Linked DNA regions of Mus musculus: all the other regions are linked to region 6. Evidence: chromatin contacts called from public Hi-C and HiChIP or PLAC-seq data. All regions are on one chromosome and are shown on one strand. Each heading gives the region's core, a stretch centred on a gene start, on an enhancer-like site or on the middle of the called end of the contact. The rest is flanking DNA. Distances are from core to core; before and after follow the strand shown.

What was found. Hi-C and Micro-C count contacts between places; a contact is called where the count stands out from the background. HiChIP or PLAC-seq counts read pairs in DNA pulled down with a chosen protein or histone mark.
Region 1: a contact with region 6 is called in an H3K27ac HiChIP or PLAC-seq map of SST interneurons, with 10 times the contacts expected there. The contact joins two enhancer-like sites. A contact is called at or near these places in 3 of 39 promoter capture datasets (cranial neural crest, frontonasal cranial neural crest and second pharyngeal arch cranial neural crest), 2 of 484 Hi-C or Micro-C datasets (muscle stem cells and uterus), 11 of 115 datasets of contacts at active chromatin or transcription factors (the NIH/3T3 cell line, SST interneurons, acute myeloid leukemia and 8 more) and 1 of 9 other capture datasets (embryonic stem cells).
Region 2: an H3K4me3 HiChIP or PLAC-seq map of embryonic forebrain shows a contact between it and region 6, with 7 times the contacts expected there. The contact joins the promoter of Dleu7 here to the enhancer-like site in region 6. A contact is called at or near these places in 4 of 39 promoter capture datasets (cranial neural crest, frontonasal cranial neural crest, hippocampal neurons and 1 more), 1 of 484 Hi-C or Micro-C datasets (embryonic stem cells), 23 of 115 datasets of contacts at active chromatin or transcription factors (the SCID.adh cell line, VIP interneurons, acute myeloid leukemia and 17 more) and 1 of 9 other capture datasets (embryonic stem cells).
Region 3: a contact with region 6 is called in an H3K27ac HiChIP or PLAC-seq map of oligodendrocyte precursor cells, with 9 times the contacts expected there. The contact joins two enhancer-like sites. A contact is called at or near these places in 2 of 39 promoter capture datasets (cranial neural crest and maxillary cranial neural crest), 1 of 484 Hi-C or Micro-C datasets (cerebral cortex) and 14 of 115 datasets of contacts at active chromatin or transcription factors (SST interneurons, acute myeloid leukemia, bone marrow-derived macrophages and 10 more).
Region 4: an H3K4me3 HiChIP or PLAC-seq map of craniofacial prominence shows a contact between it and region 6, with 4 times the contacts expected there. The contact joins the promoter of Fam124a here to the enhancer-like site in region 6. A contact is called at or near these places in 1 of 39 promoter capture datasets (hippocampal neurons), 1 of 484 Hi-C or Micro-C datasets (uterus) and 5 of 115 datasets of contacts at active chromatin or transcription factors (astrocytes, bone marrow-derived macrophages, craniofacial prominence and 2 more).
Region 5: a Hi-C map of regulatory T cells shows a contact between it and region 6, with 8 times the contacts expected there. The contact joins two enhancer-like sites.
Region 7: an H3K4me3 HiChIP or PLAC-seq map of embryonic stem cells shows a contact between it and region 6, with 8 read pairs. The contact joins two enhancer-like sites. A contact is called at or near these places in 5 of 39 promoter capture datasets (the HPC-7 cell line, cranial neural crest, frontonasal cranial neural crest and 2 more), 3 of 484 Hi-C or Micro-C datasets (Th1 cells, nephron progenitors and palatal mesenchyme), 22 of 115 datasets of contacts at active chromatin or transcription factors (the 230-238 cell line, CD8 T cells, the SCID.adh cell line and 15 more) and 1 of 9 other capture datasets (embryonic stem cells).

Annotation. Positions count from the first base shown.
Region 1 is chr14:62,387,872-62,391,426 of GRCm38.p6, forward strand. All of the region lies in intron 2 of Gm46457 (a long non-coding RNA gene), which reads left to right. It also overlaps a transcript of Gucy1b2 not described here. Among named protein-coding and RNA genes, the nearest start is that of Gm46457, 10 kb to the left of the region's middle. Within about 2 kb of position 1,765, at least 91 of the 459 cell types and tissues checked have an H3K27ac peak or open chromatin away from gene starts, as enhancers often do. A contact at or near this core is called in SST interneurons, embryonic basal ganglia, embryonic forebrain and 6 more, where this site is marked.
Region 2 is chr14:62,290,869-62,294,694 of GRCm38.p6, forward strand. Dleu7 (deleted in lymphocytic leukemia, 7) reads right to left here and starts at 2,111. Exons shown (of 2, transcript NM_173419.2): 1 at 1,660-2,111. The coding sequence starts at 2,082.
Region 3 is chr14:62,414,635-62,418,444 of GRCm38.p6, forward strand. Gucy1b2 (guanylate cyclase 1, soluble, beta 2) reads right to left here. Exons shown (of 17, transcript NM_172810.3): 8 at 2,566-2,677; 9 at 1,267-1,370. Among named protein-coding and RNA genes, the nearest start is that of Gm35468, 24 kb to the right of the region's middle. Within about 2 kb of position 1,632, at least 57 of the 459 cell types and tissues checked have an H3K27ac peak or open chromatin away from gene starts, as enhancers often do. A contact at or near this core is called in cerebral cortex, embryonic basal ganglia, embryonic forebrain and 4 more, where this site is marked.
Region 4 is chr14:62,554,124-62,557,638 of GRCm38.p6, forward strand. Fam124a (family with sequence similarity 124, member A) reads left to right here and starts at 1,614. Exons shown (of 4, transcript NM_001243857.1): 1 at 1,614-1,791. The coding sequence starts at 1,730.
Region 5 is chr14:60,725,875-60,729,828 of GRCm38.p6, forward strand. The region is part of intron 4 of Spata13 (spermatogenesis associated 13); the gene reads left to right. Among named protein-coding and RNA genes, the nearest start is that of Gm34997, 40 kb to the right of the region's middle. Within about 2 kb of position 1,472, at least 64 of the 459 cell types and tissues checked have an H3K27ac peak or open chromatin away from gene starts, as enhancers often do. A contact at or near this core is called in regulatory T cells, where this site is marked.
Region 6 is chr14:61,646,100-61,650,059 of GRCm38.p6, forward strand. The region is part of intron 1 of Dleu2 (deleted in lymphocytic leukemia, 2); the gene reads right to left. Among named protein-coding and RNA genes, the nearest start is that of Mir15a, 16 kb to the left of the region's middle. Within about 2 kb of position 2,287, at least 436 of the 459 cell types and tissues checked have an H3K27ac peak or open chromatin away from gene starts, as enhancers often do. A contact at or near this core is called in the SCID.adh cell line, SST interneurons, VIP interneurons and 25 more, where this site is marked.
Region 7 is chr14:62,348,691-62,352,615 of GRCm38.p6, forward strand. It overlaps Rnaseh2b (ribonuclease H2, subunit B), which reads left to right. Exons shown (of 11, transcript NM_026001.3): 4 at 1,710-1,786. Among named protein-coding and RNA genes, the nearest start is that of Rnaseh2b, 19 kb to the left of the region's middle. Within about 2 kb of position 2,286, at least 10 of the 459 cell types and tissues checked have an H3K27ac peak or open chromatin away from gene starts, as enhancers often do. A contact at or near this core is called in embryonic stem cells, where this site is marked.

The DNA of each region.
Region 1 (3,555 bases), core at 515-3,014, 740 kb after region 6:
AGGTACACGTGCAGTGTCCAGCTTCCCATCACTAATGACACTGACAATGGTGAGGCTCTGAATGGCCTCCACTGTCTCTCTACTTAGCACAGAGGAAAACACATGAGGACGGGGAGATTATGACTGCATACTGTTTATTTACCACTTGCAAATCTGTTTTGTTCCTAATGTGTCCAGTTTTGGTAGATTTATACAATGTCTCTAAAACAGGGCTTCACAGTCTTTCAAAATTGGCATTTGTAGCTTTGCAAAGGGAGTAAGAGCCCTGCGTAAACCTGCTTAATTTGTTTATCATATGCTGAGTTTAAAAATTACTTTTGGGATAGAGTGGGGGGTGAATATGACCAAGACATATTTTATACATGTATGAAATTCTCAAAGGATAAATACAAATATTGTATTTTTAGAATCATTTTTTCTGAGAGTTACAGAATCCCCTATATTTTTCTGTTCTAAACTGCCACAGCTGTGCATAATCTAAAACCACAGCTCAGGGATCTGGGGGAGACTCCAGGGTCTGCTGGAGTCAAAGGGTCAAAAAACCTCTAAGTATTTGCTCCACAGCCAACAGGAGCCCTGACTAGACCTGGGGACACCGTAGCCTGTGGTAAACTATAAATGTATGCTGGAACACTTAAAGCTGGGACTTCATGTTTCAGTCTCTTTTAATAGCTGGACGTCTCCAGTGAAAAATCACACTGTAACTTTTCTTTAGGTCTCTCCTGTTCTGTTCTTGACAGCACATATCTGACTGGAGCTGCTGTGTCAGGAGTACAGTCTCTGCTTCCAACACAGAGACGGCTCTAGCCAATGGCTGAGAGCTAAGATCAGAGTTGGGGTAGGGTGGGTCTGAAGGCCAAGTCCTAGGTCTGTACCTCAGTTTCCTGTCTGCGCAGTGTGGCTAAAAACCATACCTGTGTAATGCTCAAAGGACTTCAGCTGGGTACCACAATGGTCCTGCTATATATGTGAACCCAAGTTCCTGGGTAGATGCTGATGGCTTAGATAGGCCACTAAGATCTAAGAGAGTGCCATCATTAGACCCCACTGAATGCAGACATGGAACTGCTGTCATTTCCTCCTCACCTCACATCAAGTTGAACCCCTGAGGGGAAAGAATTCAGAATCCTCTGAAAATTTTCGGACTGCACCATGCAGAAACTCAGAGCAGTTTCTCTTTGGGAGACAGAGTCTCTCAAGCCACCTTTAAAGAATGATTCAGCCAGTTGGTTGACATATCATTATCACATTTTGAAGTTAACACAGCCCCAGAGTCTATGAATGCTCACCCCACAGTTAATTATTCTTGAGTTTTTCTGTGCTCTCAAAACATATTCTACTTATGTAATGATCCCTCGGGGGAGCACCAGGTGCCTTTGTCCCACAGACAGGGCCAGCTGTGTAAAACCTCTGCATCTGTCAGGTTTCTCTATGTGGCACATAATTGCCTGATTTCCATCTGAAAGTGCAGCACTGACATTAAAGCCACATAGAACCCACCATTGATAACAATGGCTTCCCGACACCTAGAAGAAGCATGGGGGGTGGGGGGGCAAATAAACATGCTCCCCAAATGAGCGCTTGCCTTCACAGGGGCTGGGTCTGAATGTACAGCTGCAGATGAAGAGAACAAACCAAGAGGAATAAAGGAAATGAAAGCTACAGATTAGCATTCGGCTGTCTCAGCCAGATGGTCTTCTGGGGAGAGCGGTCCTCCGCTTGCTTTCTTCAGTCTCCAGGCTAGCACACAGCACCCACTCTCTGCAGGGGCAGCAGTGATCTCACCCCTCAGCCAGGCAACCCAGTGAATCACTCACTCTTTCTTTCTCACACAACTGTGAGCCAATGAAAACTTGAAAGTGAAAGAAAGACTAAGAAGGGATTGGGGGGTGGGGGGGCGGGGAAGCCAGGCATCTGTGATGAATGAAAAAGTCTTAGCCTAGGAGAGGGCTAAGATACCAAGACTGAGGGAAGTGTCGGGAAGCATCAGCTAAGGAAGAAGAGAGCCACTGAAAGAGAAAGCTGTAGACACCCCTCCTCCTCAGCGCCCAGAAGCATTGCCTCCAGCATCCAGGATTGCCATGGTATTCAGGACCTTGGGGTCCTGGCTTTTACAAGCTTGGGCTTGAGGTCTGTGCTCCCAAGGTAAAGAAAGCAGTGGCCTCTTCTCAACTTATTTAGAAACTGTCGCCTCCCTCCATGGCTAGACGCCAATGAGTCTGCCAGTCATTGGTCTGAGGACCAGCCATCTGCCACCATCTGGATAGACCGTGCCTGGGCCAGGTGCCCTGAAATGGAAGAAGCTAGGTGGGGCAGAGGCAAGGGAGGGGGAGGGGCAGGAGCAAGGCAGGGTTATGGGGTAAACTGAGCCTGCAAAGCTGTAGTTGTAGAGGGCAGTTCCCTGGAATGCTCTACTCTGAAAAGGGCTCTACCGACAGTCACCACCAAGCCAAGTGTTCACTGCTCATGAGCAAGCCTCGTATTTGAGTGGCAGCCCAGGTCTGCTGCTGGCCATGAGACAGACCACCAGATGGTGTGTGCCAGGGCATAGATGTTCTATGAGCTAATCGATCCAGTAGGAGTTAATACATCTAACTTGGGTCCAAGGGCCTCAATTCACAGAAGATTCCAGAACAAGTGAAGGTGCATTTTGAGGTTTTAGAGGCCCTGTGAGCAAGCACTTTAGCAGCTCGCCAAACTTCCCAAGTGTGGTGGTTTGGATGAGAATGGTCAACCTTCCCCACTGTGATGGACTCTGAGCTCTCTGGAACTGTAAGCACAAATAAAACCTTCCTTCTATGAGTTGCCTCATAGAAGTAACAGAAGTAGCATAAGTAACATAGCAATAGAAAAGTAACAAACACTTCCGAATACCAGGAGATTGTCTGTAGCAGTGTTTAATAGAATAAATGTCAGCTGCAGGGTGGTACCTATCACAGGATTGTCTTTCTTTTACAGCTGGAAATGATTATTTAAATCAAAATAAATGTGGAACAAAAATTGTCCTTGTTTTTGGCCTGGACTATGGTACCTGTCGCACAATTCTGACAGTTCTAAATATAATGTTCAATGAAGTAGCATATTGTACTGTGACCCCAGCCAAACAAGCTTGCAACAAAATAATCCAAGATCCCGGGCTCTGGTGTTTCTCCTTCCAAACTTAACTGAAAAGGCTTCCCACCAAATGACCAATTTGGTCTTGGTCTCCCAGGTAATGCCACGTCCTCAGAGTGGTCGTTCTAGCTAGGGCTTTCACTCAAGACATGGCTAGAGAGTTTCAAAGGAAAGTAGATGGAGACAGCAATGAGCTATGAATTCTGCTGTCTTTCCTTCCCCTCACTTAAACAGGGAGATGCCACACTTAGGATCAGGTTTTTGTTTGTTTGTTTGTTTGTTTGTTTTGTTTTGTTTTGTTTTTCGAGACAGGGTTTCTCTGTGTAGCCCTGGCTGTCCTGGAACTCACTCTGTAGACCAGGCTGGCCTCGAACTCAGAAATCTGCCTGCCTCTGCCTCCCAAGTGCTAGGATTAAAGGCATGCGCCACCACGCCCGGCTT
Region 2 (3,826 bases), core at 861-3,360, 640 kb after region 6:
CTCCCCAGTGCCATGAGAGAGTAAAAGACATGAAAGCTAGACCAAAATCAACTTCTCCTCTGCTTCTGTGAGGCTTTGGGTCTTAGTGATCCCAAAGCAACCAATACACACATATATTTCTAACATGTTTCTAATATTACCCAGTACTTGAAATTTTATCAGATACATATTCTTTTCCTATCTTAAAATCAATGAAATTAGTATGTAACTCACAACCAATAATGTCATACATTGGCAGATTTTAAATAGTTTCAAGGGAGGGAAAAAAGAAGAGAGACGCCTCAGACATTGCTTGGTGACATTTGATTTGAATTTTTCACACAATATGATGCAACAACTCTGGCTTGTGAAGTAAGAACAATACCAACCCTTAAGGAATGCAGCAAACTCTCCTCTCAACACCCCACCTCCTCCAGACTCCCAAGTACAAGGATGAGAGACGGCGTTCCTGGCCACAACTTGAGAGCCAAAAGGTCTCAAAGAGTATGGCCCTAATACAGTGACCTAGTTTGATTTCTATTGCTGTGATAAGCCCAGTGACCAAAAGTAACTTGAGGAGAAAAGGGCTTATTTCCATTTACAGTTTGTAGCTAGCTCTTCATGAAGAAGTCAGGGCAGGAACTGGAGGCAGGAACTGGAGCAGGTGGCATGGAGGAGCCATGGTCACTGGCTTGTTCCCTATGGCTTTGTTCAGCTAGCTTTCTTATACAGCCCAGGACCAGCTGCCCAGGAGTGGCACTGCCCAGTGGTTTGCAGGGTCCCTCCTCTATTCTCTCATATCAATCATTAATCAAGAAAATGCCCCACAGACTGGTCTACAGGCAATCTGATGCCAGCATTTTTTTAAAAATTAAAGTTTTCTCTTCTTTGATGACTCTAGCTGTATCAAGTCAATAAAATCTAACTAGCACAGTCAATTATTACATTAGTTAATGGCAAGGTCAAGACTGGACCCCAAAACCCTAGCCTCCTAACCTACCTCAGGTCTCTTCCCAGTTCTGCCGCATACATACAAGCTGGCTGGTCCAGCAGGAGTCTGGTACTATTAGCAAGGTTGTCAACATCTGGGACCACCTGCCCCCAGCCCACTTTATGAGGATTTGAGTTGATTCTGTTGGGTCTCTGTGCTCTGTGGAGAACTGGAGTCATGCAAAAGAATTGTGATTCACAGGTGTGAAGCAACTTTAAAAGTACACGATGTTGTCATAATACATGAAGCCGGGGACTTGGGATGTATTCAACGCTTTAAAGGAAGACCGTAAGGTTGGAGGAGAAGCTGATTTCCACAGGTAGAAAAATGACTCCTGTGACAGGTGGGTCTTGACAAGGTTTTCCCCTCCACACCACACTTGATGCACAGACTTCTGCCCCTCCCCCCGAGCCCCCCTCCTCCCCCCCGCGCGCACTCACACACACACACACACACACACACACACACACACACACACAGAGGTCCAGGTCTAGTTCCACGGTTTGGCAGACCCCAGGTAATTAGTTCTCAAGTTCTCTGTCCCACATGCTCAGTCCTCAGTGCGCTTCTTCCTTTGCCCCATCCACTTCTCCGCTCACAGCAGGTTGACCACACCCTGCTTGGACTCCAGTGGCCCAATTCACTTCATCCAGGCACTGCAACCCAGAGAGGAAGGCAGGGAGACTCACCTTCAGGTGGACAGGGAAGGGCCGCTCCTGCTGGAGAGGCCCAAGCAGAGTCTGCTCTACGCTGACCAGCTCCGAGGTCGAGTCCACCACCCGAGCCAGAGCGCTGCGCATCGCCATCCGCGCCAAGGTACAGGGCCCGCGGTCCCGGGGGAAAGGCAGCAGCTCGGCGCCCCCCTCTGCGCCCCGCAGCCCGCCTGCCTCGGGGGATCCCCGCGCTCCGATGCTCCCGCGTCCCAGCCCCCTCCGGGTCCGCAGCTGGCCTGGGCGACGAGCCTGGGCGATGGGCACGTGGTCCGGGCCGCGCGGGCTCCCTGGGGCGCTAGGACCGTCGCCCCAGCCCCACTCCTGCTGTAGTAGCTGCAGGGTCTGCAGAGCCACCATTTGGTGGCTGATGGAAGCCACTAAGGGCGCAGGGCTGGCCATAGCCGGCTAGCAGCTGGGCGCTGACGAGCAGGTGGAGCGCAGGCAAAGGAGCCTGGCGGCGTTCGGGGTCGCGGGGTCACATTTTTTCTAACTCTATGCTTTTCCCTCAGCGTGTGTGGCCCGCCCCGCCCCCGGCCCGCAGGTGGTGACCCGCACTTGCCCCTGCATTCACTGCCAGGCAGAATGGGCTCAAAATGACCCAAAGCTGCCTGGAGCCTGCTCGGTGAGCGCTTGAACCTGAGCCAGATGCTGAGCTCTGGTTCTTCCGCCTCTCAGGGCTTTGGTGGGGAAACGCTGCTTTGTGCGGATGTATCTATCCCCAGATACCCCGCCCCCTTCCTCCATGAAGGATGCCAGCAAAGAACGGCTTAAGGCAGTGAAGGCCCATGGGTCTGTAGTGTTAAAACCTCAGCAAGTCATTAAGCATGCCCAGAGCTCCAACCAATCTCACAAAGGACAGTGGTGGGCTCTTCTCATTTCCCTGAGAGCATTTTCAGAAACACCTTGAAATAGCTTTCAAGGCCTTGCAAATCCCCAAACAAAATATATGGACTACCAAAGTATCTCCAAAGTTCAGCCCTGGTTGCTTAGTTCCCTACGGGTACTGATATCCCAGATGCAGAAATGACATCAAGGTTGAGTTGTCATGAAACCCAAGCCTGGCACTGCTCAGATGAGGAGCTTGACCGTTTTGTGTGGAAGGCCTCTGGTAGCAAGGTCCAAAGTCAATCCTTTGATGGAGCAGGAACCTCAGGAGAGCTGCACAAATACCTATTTTTAATTACATCAAACATGGCTGTCTCCTTTAAGTAGAGGGAAAGAATGGATGATTTTAATCTTTCTAAAGGGCAGCTATCGGTGGGTTTTGTTTTGTTTGGTAGGTTTTGTGTTGTTTGCTTGCTTGCTTTTGAAGGCATTTGAAGGGAATAGTGAGGAGAGCTATCACAGACAGTATCTTTTTCTGCTTACTTTTTGCAAGGAAAACTTGGAGAATCCAGTGATGCAGCACAGCAGAGACAAGGGCACAGCGCCAGGAGAGAGGACTCATGGGGAAACTAGAGGGGCAGGCAGATGGAGGGTGTGTCTTGTGGGGTCAGTTCTGGAAGCTCTCTGGATGGAAATGCCACTGGGGTGGTCTTGTCAGTACAGAAAGGTGATCAGTAAGGGCTATGGGGGCCCTTGTTGACTAGGGGAGTTGACCCTGAGTAATCCTCCCGACTCCCCAGCAGTGGTTCTTAGGATTCTCAGTGTTTTCTTCCCCTCTGAAAACCAATCTGAATCAATAAAGAAGTTTTCGTAAGCAAAACAAGCGTGTACATGCAAATTATATCCAGGTAAAAATGCTAGTCTGTGAAGCCACAGAGAAAATGACTTTGGAGAGAAGCAGCTTAATACTGATTCATTTATCTTGCCATAAAGTTACTTAAGTTCATATGCAGAAATACAGAAATTCTTCCAATTGTGTATTTACTTTTTACATCTTCAGATGTTGATGCACATTTTGGTGCAGAAAGGATGAAGCAGGAATAGCTTTGTTTTCAGAAAGCATGCCTGTCTCAGAGCTTCATGAACTAACCCCTCTGCTCTTAAAAAGCTGACTGCAAAACTCTCCTGACAAACAGAATCCCAGTCAACAGGCCAGGAATCACTAGACAGAGGACTGGAGCCCTGCCTCTTCAACATACCACACTGATCTAGAGATCCACAGACAGCTGAACTTCAAGAAATGTATGAGATGAAGACC
Region 3 (3,810 bases), core at 382-2,881, 770 kb after region 6:
ACGTTGGAAGAGGCATGAAATAGGTTGAGGTGATCAGAAGTATAGTCAACAAGGCCAGTAGATCTTCATTCTATGCTCTCTCTCTCTCCCAGGACAATGTTTCTCTGCTCCTCTAGAGAATGCCCAAAAGAAGTGTGGAATGGGGACATTGACATCACATGTCTAATACCAGCATAGTGCTTCAGGGCCTTTACAAACCATAAGAACTCAGGCAAGCTACAAAACAAACCTCGTGTATCATTCCGTTTCTGTTATTCTGTACCCAAAAGTTGAAAGGGGACCATTTAGAGCAGGTTGGATTGAGAACATTAATGGCACAAGTAATAGTAACCTTGTGGCTCTGAAGAATTGCTGGCATTCATTGACTTATAATTCTGCCTAGGGGTGTGTATTTACCGCTGTAATACCATCACTTCTCTGAGGGAAGATACTGTCCTTAGGTAAGTGCATGTCGTCGTTAGTGTTCATGCTGTAGTCAGCTGGCAGTGGCATGCAGATGAGTTCCAATAAACACTAGAGATATTCATAGTGGCTGACCTGGCACTTTTGACTAAATTCATTTTTGCCTACATGCCCTTTAGGTAAAAAAATTTTTAAAGTCAGCTCAGTTCCTGTGTCTACATCATCTATATCTACATATGGTTTGCTTTGTCACTCGCTACGTAGCCCATGCTGATTGTGAACTTAACTCTTGCCTCAGCCTCCTGAGTGCTAGGATTACGGATGTGAGCTGTCACATGCAAGCTCAAGAAAAAGAAAGATATTTTTATCCTGGGAAACTGATAGCAATCAAATTTAAATGCTCATTCTCACAGCCACCTCCACCCCACTCCCACCCTCCCCACCCCCCAGAACACAGCATAACGCTCTACTAAGACGCAGGAAATGAAGCAGGATGGGATTGCGGGTCTGCTGCAGTCACAGGGGGTGGCAGGTCACTTTTACGACCATGGGTATAGGCTGCAGTCTTGGTGTGTCTTTCTGGAGTGAATTTTAAAGTCTTCCTCCAGCTTTTCTTTCTGATCATAAGCTTTCCCATTTGTTCGCTGGTTCAACTCCCTTGCTATGTTTACCTTAAGAAGATCATGAATTCCAGACGAGCCTATAACATAAAGGAACGTCAGGAGACCCTCCAGGGCAGAGTCTAGTCTCTTGAGCCCTGTGAACTCAGGGATCTAAGACCTTACAGCTGTAATGGTGGTGAACTGGACTCTCCAACCCTGATTTACGCCCTATCCCAAGCTTCTGAGTGAAAGGGTCTCTTACTGCTTCGTCAAAGACAACGTGGAAAGGAAAAGCATTGCAGAACACCTCCTCTTCAATCCACAGTCTCTCAGGAAAGACAGGCTGGAAGGTGTCCCCAAGGGGCCCTGGACACAGAGAAAGAAAGCCCTAATGAGCGGCCCTCACAGAGCTGCTCAGACAGGGTTAGAATCTTAAGTGTGTCACAGGCTGAGTGTGATTCCCACTCTTTAGCACAGGCTCCCTCAGCTTCTCCAGATGGCCACTGCAATTATTGTCCAAATTAAAACAAACAGAAAATTTGCGACCAGGTTGAGAAGCCCTCCTGCCCCCTGCCAAGTTTCTGCCTGCTGCTGAAGAGTTAGTTTCTGGGCCAATTGAGTCTGTCTCACCATGAAAACAGAGCTGGCATTGAGACGGTGACAAGCGGACAATGAGCCAGAAGAGGAGCGAGTGTGTGTCGGGCCCAGCATCAGGGACATTTGCCATGGAGCTTTATAGACTGACAGTTTAGGGTGGCACGTGAAAATTTAACCAACAGTCCCATTTGGCAGGGGTTGCAGATTCTCAATGGAACCTTTTTGATATGAAAATCTCCTAGACAAAGGATGTCAGTTGTGTTTGCTACAGCTTGAAGGACTCAGAATGCAGCTCTTTGAGCCCTGCAGACCTTCACCCAGATGCCTGTCATTTGACCTACCAGGCCATGACAAGGAGCATCTAGCTCCCTTCCTCCACTGGGGTCAGAGCTCTGATTCAGACTTGAGTTAGGTGCTGGCTGGCAGGTCAGCTCAGTGCCCAAAGACCTGCTGTGATGACCTTACCACCTTTACTTTGTAAATGGAAAGCTGGAAGGGATTGCATTGTCTCATGTCACAGAGACAGAAATGCACTTTCTTGGTTCTTGCCCTCTGTCCCTTGTACTGCTGGCTAGCTGTGGTTAGCCACTGATTTCCAGTCCAGAAACACATCCCAGTCAAGGTCTGGGTCCAGAAGCAATGCAGAATTCACTGTGGCTAGTATGTCTGTGCCCAGTCTCTTCACCACAGTCAGGATCTGGGACTGAGTCCAAGCTAGTGGCTTTCCTGATTACAGAGATGACAGTGTCTCCATGTCACCCAGCACAAACAAAAGAGCTGATTTGTGGCAAGTTGGAAGCTGATATTTAAAGTTAAGACCACAGATGCCAAAGCCAAGCTCTGCGGGAATCAGGGGCTTTGAAATTGCAGGAAGCTTTGCCCTATTTGTGTATGGGGCTCCTCCCCTGCAAAGCAGGCAGTTGTCCTGATCTAAGAGTTGAAGCCAGCAGAACAGCACACCTACCTTTTCCAAGCAGGACTGATGCCCTCACAACAGCTGAGTGAGATTTCTCCCCAGGGCAAACAGGGATGCTTAAATACCTCTCCTTCTTCCTAAGGAGTGTTCCCTGAAGAGACTGCAGAGGGAAGGAGATGAAGCACAGGTACCTGGTCACAGGACTGGAGATGAACAAGCCCTCCTGCTGCTGCTGCTGAGCCCATCTTTATATACGGAAGCATGATGGTGGCTGAACGGATAGTGTGTGTGCTTACAAGGTCACTTCTAATCAAGAACCTGGAGCTCTCAGGTGTACTCATCAACTCCGTCTTTCTACAAAAGGCAGCTAGATATTTTTTTTTCAAGATCTCCAGGGAATCCTTAGATGCTCATGCTTTCCTATGTGTTGCTCTGAGACTATGTCCCAGGGTTAACTAGGAAATGTGGAGAAAGCAGTTGGAAGGATGCTTTCCTCAGCCTTCCTTTACAGCAGCAAAAGATTTGTAGCAACTAAAGATGCACAGGCGTGGGCTAGTTAAGTATGACAAGGAACATTTGGCAGAGGGAAGATGTTCACACACAAAATGAGCGTCCTCTCGCCACAGGAGATGCCTCTCCCTAGACAGAAAGTGCATGGCTCTTAGTGGACCATGAACTGATCACACAGCACACATAACCCTCCCCTAGATCATTGAGTAATTCCCAACTTGGGCCAAGTGAGTATGCAGGGGGTTTGTGGACTTTTTAATGGTTCAGACTATGATGCATTAAAAAATGACCAGTTCCAAAAATGATCTTAGCGTCTATCCAGTTCTCCAAATCTACTAGATAAACAGCGTGTCAATCAATATTCCACTCTTGAAACTCCTCCCACATCTCAGGACCTCTTTGTTTCCTTCTTCTTGGATGTGAGACAATAAACTCAGAAGCTACTGGCTCAGCGTGGCTTTGGTGGCTGTCATTTGTCTGGGACCACTCTCAAAAAAACCCACTTTCCTTGAGGTTGAATACTCTCCAGTGAGCAGATACTTACAGCTTTGCACACTGTGAGACATAACCCCACAGGCCTACAGGAATCAGTCCTACCTGTATGTTTGAACAGGCCACATGGACTCAGTGAAATTTTAACCTAACCCATGTAGCATCTAAACTGGCAATGATCGCCTTATAAGCTGTAGCTAAGGTGGCCAAGGATAGGCTCTTGTCTGCACACTAGACCTGCAACTGATTCCACTTGCTGTGTGGGCACTGAGGACCTGAAAGATCCACTCA
Region 4 (3,515 bases), core at 364-2,863, 910 kb after region 6:
TTCCCAAAAAGCCTACCAGCTGCCCACCAAGCTTCAGATGACGTTTTTAGATTCAAAACCACAACACGGTAAATCGGCTTAAATCTTCCTTAAAGAACTATTCCTTTGTTTAAGCTAATGAGCACCAAACTGAATATAACACATCCATTTTTGCTTGTTTGGGGGAAAGAATTTAAGGTTTAGGGAAGGCTATTCAGATTTGGCATAGGCACACTTACCGATATTTTTTTTTCCTGATCGATACTGCATTTCTACTCTGCTTTTGTCTACTGCCCTTCTCTTTTGTGTAATGTGTTTAAAATTAGAGTCCGAAAGCAATGACAAATATGTAAAGTGGGAAGAGCAGGAGAGAGAGAGGGAGAGAGAGAGAGAGAGGGAGGGAGGGAGGGAGGGAGGGAGGGAGGGAGGGAAGGAAGGAAGGAAGGAAGGAAGGAAGGAAGGAAGGAAGGAAGGAAGGAAGGAAGGAAGAGGATTGTTCTTCACAGCTTGTCACACAGAAGTGACACCGCTGTGCCAGTTGAGAGGGCATGCAGGTAGCTAGCCTTCACCTGGGACACTGACAGCTCCCGTAACCAGTACTTGGCATGTAGCAGAACTCACACGCAAACTGTTTTACAGACATGATCTCTTGTAACTCAAAATGGAGGTTCAGGGACGATCACAGACGTGATCTCTTGTAACTCACAACAGACAGAGAAGATAGCAGTAGCCCAATATGCGAAAAAATTAAGGCTCCAGGAGGTTAAATAACTTGTCTGAAAAGAAAAGATGACAGGGTCATAGCTGGTTGGCAGAACATGCTCAAGGTTGCGTCTTCAGCACTACCCTACAAAAGCGAATACGACATACACTTAAGTGCCTTCCACTGCTTCTAATGACAACACCACCAGAATTAAGTCTAAGTTGTTCTTACCCCACCACCGCCGCCGCTCCCAAGTTGCCTCACTGGCTAGAGTGGAAAAATGACTTCCTGCTACTTCAATTATTAACCCATCCTAAGGGATGGCTGGGTTTAACAACGTCAATGTCCATCACCCTCTTGCTGCCAGACCCCTTTGAATGGAAGCACACCCAGGACTCTTCGTGTTATTTTAAGATAGATAACAAAAGAATACATTCTCTAGCAAGTTGGGTCAGTGAGCAAGGCGATAATGAATTCAACGTCTGCAGTTCTGAGAAACACCCACGTGTTTTAACTGGTCCTCAAATGGCGATATCACACTCTGCCCTGGTTGCGCTGGTGGGTGTTTCCCAGTACTGCTCGCAGAATGGGGCTGAAAAAAATCTCTGGGCAAGCCCGGGGACTCCAGACTCTTTACTGTGGACCCAGGGGAGGGCAGCTTTGCTACTAGACTCCATACATGGGGCCCGCACCAGTCACTATAGAACGCACAGCGCTGGCATGCACCAGGCGGGTTGCAAGATAAATACTGCACGCCCACTGCACTCCACGCCCACTGCACTCCTCGCTCATGGAGAGAGTCCATCCCCCGGCACCTCCCGCACTCACGCTCGCGCTCGTGCACACGCGCGCATCCCGTGCACCCGCTCGGATCCTCGCCTGGTGGCACCCGGCGCGCCCGCGCAGCGCCGAGCGGAGGGCGGGGAGGGCGCGGCCGCGAGAGGGCGCGGCGAGCGGCTTCCTCGCGGGGCCGGGTTGTTGCGGAGGCCGGAGACGAGGCTCTCGGAGGGTCCCCGGGGCCGAGGGAGCGCGGACGGCACGCGCGCCATGAACCCGAAGGCGGGCGGTGAGGAAGAGGACTGCGTGGACTCTGGCGCCGAGACCGGAGGGTGAGCTGAGCCCAGCCGGGCGGGGCGGGAGCTCAGTACTTGCGCTCGGGAGCCCGAGCTGGGGAGGCAGTCCTGGGGTTGGGGTGCAGTATCTGCGAGCCAGCGGCATGGTCTGTGGTTGCCTGGGTCAGGGTGGGAAGGGGCGAGAAGAACCCCACCCCGGGCTGCTAGGTGATGGGACCCGAGGTTCAGCGTCGTTCCTCGCAGCCCTGTGGCCCCACGGTGCCAGGTTCAGCCACTATCCCCCTTCACCTAGAGATGCGCCTGCACTTGTTCCAGCCAGGCAACTCTGATAGCTTTGGAGCCCCAGGCTGCTGAGGAGGAAAGCAGGTGGAGAGGGTGGGACACCAGCACAGGAAAAAGACTCCGAAGCCGGCTAGGAGGACTTCATATCTCACTTATACTGTGCTGCTGAGCGGCCTCTCCACCCCGCCAGCCTGGAGTACCCACAGGATGCTGTGATGGGGTCTTGTGTGCTTCAATGGACTCAGTAATTAGCTCCAACCTTTGGAGGCTAATTAGTCCTCTCCCAACAGCAGTTTTCCTGAGTAGGACAAAAGACGGAATGCATTTTCAGAAACCAATGTCCCGTGATGGTCTCCACCCAGCCCATATCTAGAGGATTTTCCTGTGCACAGTCAGCACCACAGCCAGGATACAAGTGCTACCCCAGTAGGAACGTGTGTCTTTTCCTATCTAGAGAAGTCCTGCTAGAGGTCAGGGGCTACCCAGGCTACAGAAGACCTCGGAATTCCTGGAAGGTGGAGAGGTTTCAAACTAATATTAGGATTTGGCAATCTACTGAGAACAGGGAGGGAGGCCAGTTCCAGAATGGACCTATGTTCTGACCTAACCCACGAAAGCGTCCCTCAAGCTCGTCCTGCCTCCCAACCCCACCCCTCCTTGCAGCCTTCTCCACCAGCCCAACCCTAAATCTGGACTGTCATTCTTCCCTACACAGCAGGCTTTCTCTTGTTACCCAACCATGGTAACCGTGACAGAGGAGTAACTTGATTTGATGTCCCCACCCCTGCCCACCATTGCTTTTGCTTCAATTCTGTTGGTGTACAGTTGTCAACTTAGTTTATTTCCTGATATTTTGGTGCTGGAGTTCCAACCTAAGTACAATAGACAAGGATTCTTTCACTAACTCACACTGCCATTATGTATCAACTTTAGTTGACCATCTTTGGCTCTTCTCCCCTCCCCCATGGTTAGTTGAACCATGAATAGAAGAAACAAAGCAAATATTGCCTGCTGTGTTATAGTTGGCATGAAGCAGTCACTGTCCCACTAATTTTCAACTTGAAGGGCTTACCTAAAGCAGATGTTTGCCCAAGGGTCTTGCCTTGGAGAAGAGGAAGTAGCGCTGTCTTTGAGGGGTGTCTTCACCCTAAAAGCCAGACTAGTATGACTACCAGGACACTTGGGATGAGCTAGTTAATATGGGGACACCCGTGCTTCTAGTTCCTACTTGTCATTAAAGAGTGTTGCTGTAACAGGACATTGTTCAAAGAACTCTTATTATGCCACTAGAAAACGTAAATTAATATGTAAGATGATATTATTTTACACAGAAGTTTCAACTTGTGACCATTAACCTTGTGTTTGCTGTTGACCTCTGTGTAGTTTGAATTTTGGTTTCGCTATCAAGAGTGCTGTTAATAGTTGGCTCGTTCTTTCTTTCTGCTGTTTTCCCTCTCTCTTTTCTCCAAGCTGAATAT
Region 5 (3,954 bases), core at 222-2,721, 920 kb before region 6:
ATCATTTGCCCGCCGTTGCCTTAGCGGTGTGTGTATGTTCAAAAATCTGCTTCTAGTATTTTGAAAGTAATGGATTTATATATTAGTTTTCGTTTTTGTTTTTTGTTTTAGAAAACAGGCCACGTGTTTCTGTTTTTCTTTGGTACAGTTAGCAGAATGAAGCAATGCAGTTGGGGAGGAGAGGAGACTTGCACGGCTGATCTAGCATCATTCTGACCTAACCTCTGTTGGAACGATTTTCTGGTGAACAGACTGTTGTCTCAAAAAGCCAACATAGGATCCCCCTCTTCCACTGAGTCCTCCTGGCCAGGGCCAAGTTACTTATCTCAGAGTCTTAAACCATCCGTAAAGAGAACTGACTTAATCTCTGACTCAGAGCCAGAAACCTGGCCTGGCACAGTGTGAGTAACTATGGTGATGACCTAGGAACATCCCACAGGGGCGTGAGCAGTGAGCCTTTCAGCAGCTTATTCGACCACACCTGCCAGTGGCCCATTCTGGACAAGCTGCCCTCTCTACAGAGTGGCTTAGAGCTCTGGGTACGACACTCAGATATAGCTGGAGCTAATTTAAAATACGTATACTCAGGTTATTAGGGGAAATCTTCACTGAATCTTTTCCTTTGATTCTTGTGACCCAAAACCTGAGTAACCACATAATTGGCCATGAATCACCTAAAATTTTATTATCCCGAGACTCCATTTGGCATTTTATTAGAACGAAGGGCAAAAGAGAAAGGCTGTGTCCAGTGCTTGTGGTGTGGGTCTCACATGTGTGGGCAGATTCAGGTAAGTATGAAACACCTTTGTGACTCCTCCAAGTCATAGCTGTTGGCAAGGCATTGGGATGCATGACTGACTGTCTTAGTATGCCAGAGATTATGAGTTTGAGACCAGCCTGGGCTGAAAAATGGTTGCCTAGCATGGCTCCGGGAAATCCTTTTGGCTTGATCTGTAATATCATTATTATTCAAGGCGTGCGTGCTTTTATTTCTTTCTTTGTTGTTTTTTAAAGTATTTGTATGTTGTGAGCATACACCTGGAGGTAAGGGCAGAATGTGTGGGATCCTGGGTCTCATATGGCTTCCAGAGATCAAATCAGGAGGCCAGGCCCTGTGGTAGGTGACTTTACCCAGTGAGCCAGCCGTCTTGCCAGCCTCATTTGCTGTCTTGAGGCAGTCTCACTATGTATGACCCCAGGATGGCCCTGAAGTTGCCCTCCTGTCTCCAACTCCTAAGCCCTAGGGTTACAGCGTGCCCCTCCATACCCACCCTGCTGGAGTTACAGCCTGCCTCTCTTGGCACAGCCTGCTCCTGCACTCCCTTTATGCTGCTTTTTCAAAAATTTTCCTGGACAGTCCTAGCCAGACAGGGTGGTTTACACCTATAATCCCAGACATTAGAACACCATGACAGAACTGCCACAAATTCAAAGCTAGCCCAGACTACAGAGTCAGGTGGGTGTGTCGGGTGTGGGAGGGGGAGGAAATAGGAAATCTGATCTGAGTTGCTTAAGCATCTGAAGAGGGTGGCAGTAACTAGGCTGTAAGGACAGTTGGTTAAGGCTGCGGGTGACCCCAGCTTTGTCAGGTGTAGAGGTCACGTGTCCTAGCCCATCATCCCTTTCCCTGCCGGCCTTATACTGCATACCAAGGGATTATGTGTGGTATTGGCTGTACTTAACTTGTAAAAGAGGATGAATCCGATTGCTTATCTGCAGGCACATCCTTGCTGTTAGTGCTTTGCTGGCTGCTAAGACTGGATAGTAGAATGCTGTCCCCAGTTGGGAGATAGTGTGGATTCCACAGAGTCCTAGGAATCCAGAAATTGTGCTGCTTCCTTTCAAAGAGAGGATTAGGAACAGGCCATAACTGCCTGAAGCCTGCTGCCTCTAGGCTGAGATTCTGTGGGCTCTAGTAGCCACTCCTAGCTGGTATTTCGTGGCTTATCGTTGCCCATAATCAAGGGTTTTAAAAAGGAACAGAGTGTTCTCTCTCTGTCTCAGAAAAACATGATAAAGATTTTAACTTTTTATTATTTTTATAAGGTACAGGGTCTTGCTTTTTTATGTAACCCAGGCCGGCCTGAACCCTCACTCCTGCATCAGCCTCCCCAGTGCTGGGGTTATAAACATGCGCTGCTGTGTCCAGCCCGGAATTTAACCCTTTGCAGCAAACTCATCCATAGCTTCCCATCTTCTAGCACTTCAAACAGTCTCTGTTTTATGTCTAGTGTTTGTTCCAGTCACTGTAAAGTCGAATCGAAAAGGAGAACCATCTCAGAAGACCGTGTGTTTGATTTCCAAGTTTCGGAAAGTGACTTTTAAAGAACAGAGAAGATTAAACACCCTAGGAAGGACACACACACACACACAGTCATGGTCCCCATGACTGGATTGATCTTACAGAGAAGGAACGGGAGGCCTGAGTGTGTGTGCTTAGGGACTTCTGCCTAGCTCAGCTGTTCCACTGAAGAAGTCTGGAGTAGAGCTTGCTGGCACTTAATCCAGATCACATAGGCATAGGGTTTTAAGTAACTGGAGAGACACTGAAAAGAAGATAAAGAAGTCAAGTGTATCCTTCATCTGTAACTGGAGGCAGTCCCCCTGCCTCAGATTTCTCTTGTGCTGGAATGATAGGTGAGAGCTACTTTAAGCCGGCAGATGCTGGCTTACAATTTTACTTTCATTTATTTATTTTGAATGAATTTGGGCTGGTATTTAAATGCCTGAGCCCCTGGGAGACATTTCTTATTTTAACCACTATGTTCCACTCCCTCACCCCTATAATCATATAATGCAATGTGCTTTCAATCCAACTTCAAGGTCTCTCACTGTCTTTCACAATCTCAGAGCTTTTTAAAAGTCCAAAGTCTCCTCTGAGACTGAAGCCATCTCATAAATACACCCTCTACTAAGATCAAAAAGGAAATTACATACTTCAACATATAATGAATGCCACAAAATATATATTACCATTCCAAAAGGGAGGAATGGGGACATCGAGGGCAAAGAATAGACCATAGCAAGACTGAAATCCAGCAAAACAAATACCAAACTCTGTAGCTCCATGTCTGGTGTCAAAGGCTTTAGATGTCTGTACCCCTCTAGCTACCTACAGTCTCTGTCTCCTCGTCTCCTCATACTTCCCTCTTCCTCTCTCTTCCTTTTTCTCTCATTCTGGCTGGTTTCACCCCCTGTGTGTAGCTCTCCCCCGCAGATGTCTCACAACTCTGGCATCTTCAACATCTGGAGTCTCCGCTGCACACCAGGCTTCATTTCCTCAGCTTCATACAATAGCCTCTCACAGCTTCCCACCCTCTCAGCCTTCACGCAGAGGCCTGTCTTACATGGCTCTCTGAAACTGAGGAGGAAGAATGAATGGCCTTCACTCTTAAACCCTTCATGCCTCTAAAGCCACCACCATGTGGACAACACTGCCAAGTTTGGCTGCCACTTGGAATGGACCCTGCCCCACTTGAATCTCATTAGCAGCGACTTTTTACACTTTTAGTCTCGAAGAGAGCTATTTTCTATCTTTCAGTTTGGCTCTCTTAGGCTCTCTTTCAGTTTGGAAATTTAGTTGGATGGGGTCTTGCCTGAGGACACCTTTTCCTCTTCCCATTGAGGCGCCTTAGGCTTCTTGTTCATGCTGTTAACCTAAGATTGCAGCCTTATGCTTTGGAAATGTCTCTCCAAACTGTAGATTGTGTAATTTTTTTTTTATTGTGGATCTTCATAAGCATTCTTTAAAAAGTAACTCTACTACAAACTCGATATTAAACAGTCTTGACATGTCCTTCACCAGAGAAATAGTCCATTACTTTTTTAACTTAACCCAGGGAAGTTCTCAGGTCACAGGCAAAAGTCAGCCAGATTCTTTGCCAAATGTCCTATGAGTAGCTTCTAGCCCAGTTGATGGTATCTTTCCCCTCTGAAGCATCTTGCACTGGGCTC
Region 6 (3,960 bases), core at 1,037-3,536:
TCTCCATTCCCATAATTCTCTTCCAGTCACATAATTTGAATAAAAATTAAAATACAAAAACAAACCAGTAAAAAGCAAGACAGGGTTTACATATGATTACATGCAGAATAGAAATGAGTCGTATAATTTAATAAATAGAATTTTATAGATAATTTTATGAAAAGATCCAAGATAAACAGATTCTGAAAAAAAGAAAGATTATGGGTTCAGTAAACATAATTATCATGAAAGTAATACAAAGTAGAATGTATTTATTATAAATTAATTTACAGTCCTATACATTTATAAAAATGTTTTCATTTGAATATTTCTAAATGCATGTTTGTCTTAAATTGAAATAATGCCTCAAAATTTCAATTATTTGTAAGATATAAAAATTTAAAAGTTCCTTTCAAAATCATCTACTCTGAAAACCACACCCTATTATCAAGATGGAATTAAAAGGAATGACAAGCAGGGTAATAAATATTGACGCCTGTCTCAAGTAACACTAAACAAAAACTTTGAAACCAGTCAAAGAAACCAACACATATGCACTGCTCGATACAACACATTCTCTCATAATGAATTTGTAAAAGGAATGCATTAATATATATGCTCACCTGTGCATATTTACTTGTTATATTCTCAACTAAGAAACATAAATGACTCGTAAACTAAACTTTTAAATCCACTGCAATGGCCCAGTTAGAAAACATTTAAAAACAGATTTGCAAAGTTCTAAGAGTACATTCAATTTTTACAAAAAAAAAAATGTAGAACAGATTAAGTTTAAAGTTCACTTTCATCAAAATGAAAGAAACAATTTTCCCTTAATATGTATCCAATAAATACATGAAGACTGAGACGGAAAAATTTTATCAAAGGAAAAACCAAACACCTTAGATCCTTCGGAGAAGTTTTCAACTAATGAAGAACAGAAATGTCTTATAACTCCAACAGCAGAAATACAGTTTTCTGAAAACAGCCTCTTTAGTTTTACATTTAAATATATATATTTCAGAACCATCTGAAAGGCTTTTACGGAAGAAACAACTCTATTATGTACTAACTTAAAAAAAAAACTCCGATTTTACATTTTGTATTTATTTGAATAGTTCTCTGTCTAAACACAGTTTTTCGTAGGTCAAGAATTATCAGCTCTGGGATCAACATTCAAACCCCCCAGTCCCGCTTCCTTCCAGCCAATCAGTGGGTAAGAAGCCCGGCGTTTGGGAGCTCCGTTAGACTCAATTTGAAAAACATCACATTGCGCTCCTACTCTTCTGGAAGGGATCTAAATGAGGGCGGGTCCCCCAGTTTTCACAGACACACACCAAATCCAGGGTTCTGATAAAATTCCAGAGGGAGAAAGCTCTGTAGGGGGCCTGCTCTGACTAGCAAGTCACCGAGGGTCTCCTGAAGCCTGAGTCCTCGGCGAATAACCGAGAAGCTGCAGCAAAAGCATCCGCAGAGGATCACTAAGGCAGGTCCGTGCGACCCTCCCGCAGAACGTCCCATGAGCTAAGGGTTAATCTAGGGGTGCTGAGGGAGGAAAGCGACACAAGAGTTTAACGTGGACTCTTCACAAAGACTAGTACCTAGCGAGCATTACCTAAAGTCAAAGCTGTCACTGGCTCATTCAAGAGCTGTCGACTCTGGGTTGACAAAAAGCCAACAGCCAACGAAGAAAAAAAAGAAAGAAAGAAAGAAAGAAAGAAACCCCCCCCCCAAAGGAAAGACAACTCCGCTTTCTTCCGCCTCAGCGTCAGGAGTACCCAAGGAAAGTTGAGGACTGCAAAATGACCGTTAAATCGTAGGTGCAAAGGCTTGTCGGCAGGAGACACCAAGTTTCACGCTACTTTTCCTTGAGACGCTGCGATTCAAGGACCGGAGAAGGAAAAAGTCTTCTAAGAGCCCGACGCCAGGAAATCGCAAGCTCGCAGCCCCGTCCTTCCCTTCACCCCGACACCCCTCCCCCTCGAGCGAGAGAGGGGACCGCCGGGAGAGCAACGACAAAATGACCCAGCTGGATGCGGCCATCCATCCATCCGCCGCGCCCGGGGTCGGGATCCGGCCCGGGACCGGCCCGGCCGGCGTCGTTTCTTCCCCGCACTCCGCAGCGCACCTCGGGGGCCGCGGGCAGCCGTCTCTCCCGCGACCCAAGTTTCCCGGCAGGAGACGGCCTGCGCCCGGACCGCCGTGCACACCGGGGAGGGCGGGCGGGCGCCTGTCGCGGGCGACCCTGCCGCGCCGGCCTAGCTCCCCGGCCGCTCGCGCTGACAGGTCGGGCGGCGGCCGCTCGGCCGTGTCCCGCTCAAACCGCGCCTCCCCTCCCCCAGCTCCGCGCTCCCGCCACCCGAGCGCGGCCGGACGCCGCCCATCCGAGGACACCCAACTTACAGCAACCGGATCCCCTGGGGGAGCTTCTGCCGCGAAAGTGAGGGCAGACCCCGAGTCCGGTCCCTGCTCCCCTCACGGTCCTCCGGTCCCATCGCTGCCACCTCTCGAGACCCGCTTCGCTACTTGAGGCTCTTACCGACTGCGCCGCATCTGGCGAAGCCCCACCGACTGCCCTCTGCTCTAAGTTAATTTTTTTGATGATTTTTGGGGGATTTTCCGGCGTGATCCTAGCGTCGCGCTAGGCTCGGACAGGTTATCCCTTCCCTCCCGCTAGATTGATGAGATCAGGCATCACTCGAAAATGGCGCCGAAAGCGCTGAGACTCCTCATTCAAATTCGTTAGAGCCAACCCCGCCGCCCCGGGGCATGCCGGGAACGCGGGCCGGCTCCACAGCTGTCCCTGCCTCCCCCCACCCACCCCCGCGCGACCCTGCTGCGCATGCGGAAACTTCTACCTCCCTCTCCCCCGGCACATGCGCAGGATCGTCGTGGCGCAAGGCTCTCTACTTCCTCGGTTCCAGTCCCCGCTGTGTCTTGCGCTCCTGTGTGTGCCTGCGTGGCCCCTGTGCGGCAGTGGAGGTGGTCAGCTTTCGGACACTACTCCGGTGACACACTAGTGATGAAACAAATCAGGGACTATCTTAAGAGTTTCGTAAAAACAAGACAAAAACCGCTTTTAACTAAACTCCAAGCCACCGAGTGCGCCTTCGAGCCCTGGGTGGCCGCTCAGGAACTTAAAACCGCGTATCGCTGTCGTGCTCTCGCCCTCCGCCAGCGCCTCCCAGATCTGTCACACCTAAGCCTAGAACCATCTCACGAGGTAGGAATTTTACGGTTCAATCACACGACCAGCGGGCGGCTGTCACACCCCGACGTTTCCCTCCACCCCAGACCTCGAGGTGTGCGACCAGCCCACCATGCACAAGCCTTTGGATTCTGAACTGGAGACGGAGCTTTCGGTTCTGGATTGGAGCCGAAGATGTACAATCTTTTGGACGTCACTAGGGTACTTTTCCAAAAGAAAAAAAAAATAGTGCTAGAGTAAATTATGGACTCACCAGATAGGTTTCCCGTTGTATGAAGCCCCGAAAAAGTTGTAAGAGCCACTGGGTACTGATAATGTGGTACGCATTGTTATCAAACGCTTTGTGGATCAGGTGTCTCACTGCCCACAACACCTCTATGAAGTAGGTATTATTTTTGTTTTATGGCTATTGAAACCTGATGTTCCGATTATAAATTCTGCCGTCTTGCAGCTGGTGAGAGCAAGCTAGGTAAACCGCCTTTAAAAATGACTCTATAACAGGACAAAAAAAATGAAGTTAATATTTTAATTTTTCTTACAAAAGCATCTTTTGATCCTTTGCTTGCAAGACATTGTCCCTTCCACTAGGCTAATTAAGATGAAGTTTTTAAAAAGAAAAACTGCCATTGCTCCTAGATGACTATAGGGCTGTGTTTGGTTATGTTTCACTTGATTCTCATGGATTTTTAAAAAATGACTGTGAGTGTTTTGTTTACATGTGTGTATGTGCATCTTATATGTGCCTTCAAACATCAAGAGAGGAGGGATTTCCT
Region 7 (3,925 bases), core at 1,036-3,535, 700 kb after region 6:
ATGGGTCCATCCTCCTGCTTTGGAGTGTGGAAATGGGCAGCCTTCCTGGGTATCAGAAAGGGTTTGGATCAGGTGAAGCTGAGTCAGGTTGTCATGTGTTAAACTGACAATTCTGATTTATCTCCTGAAACACCAACACATCTCTGCAGGAGCTAGACGGCATGTGTGCCATTGAGCACAGGCTGGGCTGATTGGAAACACTGCCTTTAGAGGAATTTTCAACATATTATTTAACATATTAACATATTATTTAAACTGATACAATTTTTAAAACATACTAGAATATAACAACTTTTTAAACAGATGGTTTCTCCTGATTTCCTGTCACTGTTGTTTAATAAACACATACTTTAGACCGTCCATTCGTCAGAAGAGAAGTTGTTCTGTGGTTCAATTTGGAGGTTTTAGTCTACAGTTCGTTGTGCCAGTTGGTTTTGTGTTATGAATTCATGGTGGCACCATGTGGCAAAACCACTTACTTCATGACCAGGAACCAGAGGGGGTGGGGAAGACCCCATGGTCCCTCCCCCTCCAAGGGATCTCATGCTGCCCTCTGGGACCTCTATGGGTGCCTGGATTCAAGTGCACATGCATACACACACACATAGACACACACATGCATAATTTAAAGAGAGAATAAACCTAATTTCTTTTTGGAAATGCATGTAGTGTCTCTATAGCTCTGGGGGTGGGAAGTACACTGTCCCCTCTGCTGTAGCTGTGCCTACTCAGGTGGTACATGAGAGCTCCGGCTTCTGCTCTGGCATGCTTAGCTGGCCTTGGCTGATAGCTGCAGAGCATCAGATGGAGACTGGAAAGTGGAGGGGAGCAGTGATAGAGCCTGGACAGTCTGGCTCGCAGACCACTCTTTGACTTTTAAAGAGCAGTTTGATTTCATTCTGTTAGTCCCGGTGACCAGGAGGTTGTTATTCAAATCAGAAACTGGGTTGCTTTGTTAGATATTAAAGATAAATGTGTGTCTTTCCTGAAACCAAGAATAAAAGGTTGGGGAGAGGCAAGAGAACTGCTTAGAGCTGCATTGATGACCACACCATTCCTCAAGTGTGTGGGAAGGGGGGCTCTGGGGCTAGGAGAGGAAGAGGCAGAGTTCTCACTTGGCCTGGGGAGCACTGCTTGCTCTTCACTCTGTCTTCTCAGGCAGGGTGTCATCTGGAGTGTGGACAGCACAGGGAGCCTTGCTTGTCACCCACAGTCCACAACCAGGAGCCACAGTAGAAGCTCCAGAGCGTGCTGGGTTTTCCCAGGGCTCCACCCTCCTGCACGGGAGGCAGTGGGTCTGCAGTTTTACAGGATGCTTGACCTGGCCTCCTGAGCTCTCTGGCTCACCATTCTCTGTGCTCCCCCACACTTCTACTCTCTCCAGTGAGACCTATAGGAAATGATTCCAATGGTGAAATGAAAAGTCGTTTTAACTCTCTTCCCTCGGGATTTGAAGCCATTTAAAGTAAAAGCTCATGGTGCGTCTAGACTGAGGAAGGCAATCTAACTGTAGGAAATGAGAGCATTTAAACCAAGGTATTTCCTGAGTTTGCTGATGGAAAACACAAGCTGCTACACGTGCTGCCACGGGGGCAGATGTCACATTTCTGAATGTGGGGGTTCACCACATTCAGTTCACTCTGATGGGTAAGGTGACCAAGCGGTCCTTGTAAGGCATACAACTTCTCTTTGTTCCTTCTCTCCTGCAGGGGGCCTTCTCCACTTTGCCACACCCATGGATCCATTGTTCCTGCTCCTTCACTATCTCCTAAAGGCTGGCAAAGAGGTGAGCTTCCCATGGCGGGTGTCTGAAGGGGAGCACAGAGACACTGCTTCTCTTTTTCAAGGTGCACTTCAGTTGTTAGAACAGGTGCCCCACATGTAGCAATGAGGGTCGGAGTGCCCTTCCCTCCCTGGAGAAGCAGCACCTTGATGGTGATCAAGTCTGATCAAGTTACTGTGACTTCAGTGGCCTAGCTTGCCACTCTGTACCACAGTGGTAGCCATGCATAGCAATGAAAACCTAGCACTAAGTGCTTAGCTGTGAATGTTAAGAATTCAGCTAGGAAGGGAAGATTTCCCCCGTGGGTGAGTGTCTGAGAAATAGGTAAACTGGGTTCTGCCTAATAAATGCCGACTAATGGGGAGCTTAGGTGTGTGTGGTTGGGACGTGAGGACCCAGAGCAAAAGCACTCCTTTCTCTCAGCGCTCAGTCTCAGGCTTTCCGTGATGGTGTCTGTGCCCAGAGGTGTACAACAGCAGAAACTGGGTGAGTGCACTTCCCTCACAGGGAGCCCTGAAGACACTGCATTCAGGCTCCAGATTTGAATAAAATCCATTGCTTTTAGTACCTGAGCAGGGATATCAGGTTTTTTACTTGTTTAGTTGGTTGGTTTTGGTTTTGGTTTTGGTTTTGGCTTTGGTTTTGGTTTTGGTTTTGGTTTTGGTTTTGGTTTTGGTTTTGGTTTTGGTTTGTGCATGTTTAAGAAGATATCTTTTATATGTATGTGTGCCTGGTACCCATGGATGCCAGAAGAGAGCATCACTGCTCTGGGAACTGGAGCTACGGGCAACTGTTAGCTCCCAGATGGTTCTGGGAGCTGAATCCAGATCCTCTGCAAGATCATCAAATGTCCTTGACCTCTGAGCCGTCTTTCTAGCTCCCACCATCCCCCAAAGCCAGGATATCTTAAGTGAAACTGGCAATTTAAAAGCTGTAAGAATATGGTAAAAGCTGGGGTGCTTTGGTGTCCCTGCCTCAACACCACCAGCTAAGGAGCCCCATCTTGCTAAACATCATTTCGGTTACCAGCATCATGCCAACCTCATGGGAATGCAGGTAGCCTTTTAGAATTACTATGAATATAGATTTGAGCTTGGAGTTCTCTTAAAGGAGAACTGGGAGCACTCAAGTTCTTAAAAATCAGCTCAGTCAGCTTAAAATCTTTGAGTTCACAACTTTAATGAGTATTGGTTGAACTGCTTAGATAGAACTATCTATTTCTTGGACTTTCATATTTACTTATACAGTAAACGCTTCTGGTTCATTGTATTTGGTCTTTAAACCGAATTCTTAAAATTTATTTTATAGGCTAACCGACTTTGTTATAAACACTGACAGTCACAAAGCTCGCCTTCTTCCTGCTTTGATCTGTACACTTTCTGCTCCTCCCTTTGCTCTTACCTGAGAGCTGCCATGACGGTCAGTACACTGGGATCCACACACGGTAGTGAGGCTATTACCACTCATGCCTCTGAGCCACAGAGACTATTGCCAGGAAGCTGAGGGAGGAGTCAGCTTGTGCACAAGGCGGATGTTCTCTAGGGGAAACTAACAGGGAGACGCGCACCTCAGCTTAGTACAGGGCACTGCCTCCTCATCTCCTGTTAAGAGCAAGACCCGGTTTCAGTGCTCCTCAGTCTGGCCTTCTAGGAGCTACTAAATTCAAGGTGACAGATGCAGAGTGAAGCAGAAACGTTGCCATCCAGAGCCCCTGTGCCTTTTCTTCTTAAGTCCTGGATGTGTAACACTTGGGTGCCTAATGTTTCTTCCCTACATTTAGATGGCGTCGTGTCTAATTTAGTTATTAAAATTTTGTTCCCACTTTTAAATTTGACTTGTTCTTTTTAAGCACAGCCTTTCACACCAACTCTTATTAACTTTATATTTAAAACATATTTCTTGTTTTGCTCTTTTGTGGACATGTAGCAAAGAAAATAAAAATATAATAACAATAATGAAACTTCTATCGAGACTATAGTGCCATTCATGTCAGTATTATTTAAAACAGCGAAGTATAAAAATACTGGTTGATCATGGGAAACAAAACTTTAAAATAGAAACCTAAAGAATGCAACACTGGGGAGCCTGGGCTAGATGGAAGAGCATTTCAGTCAGGCATTTCTGGCCTTCTAGCCTAATGGA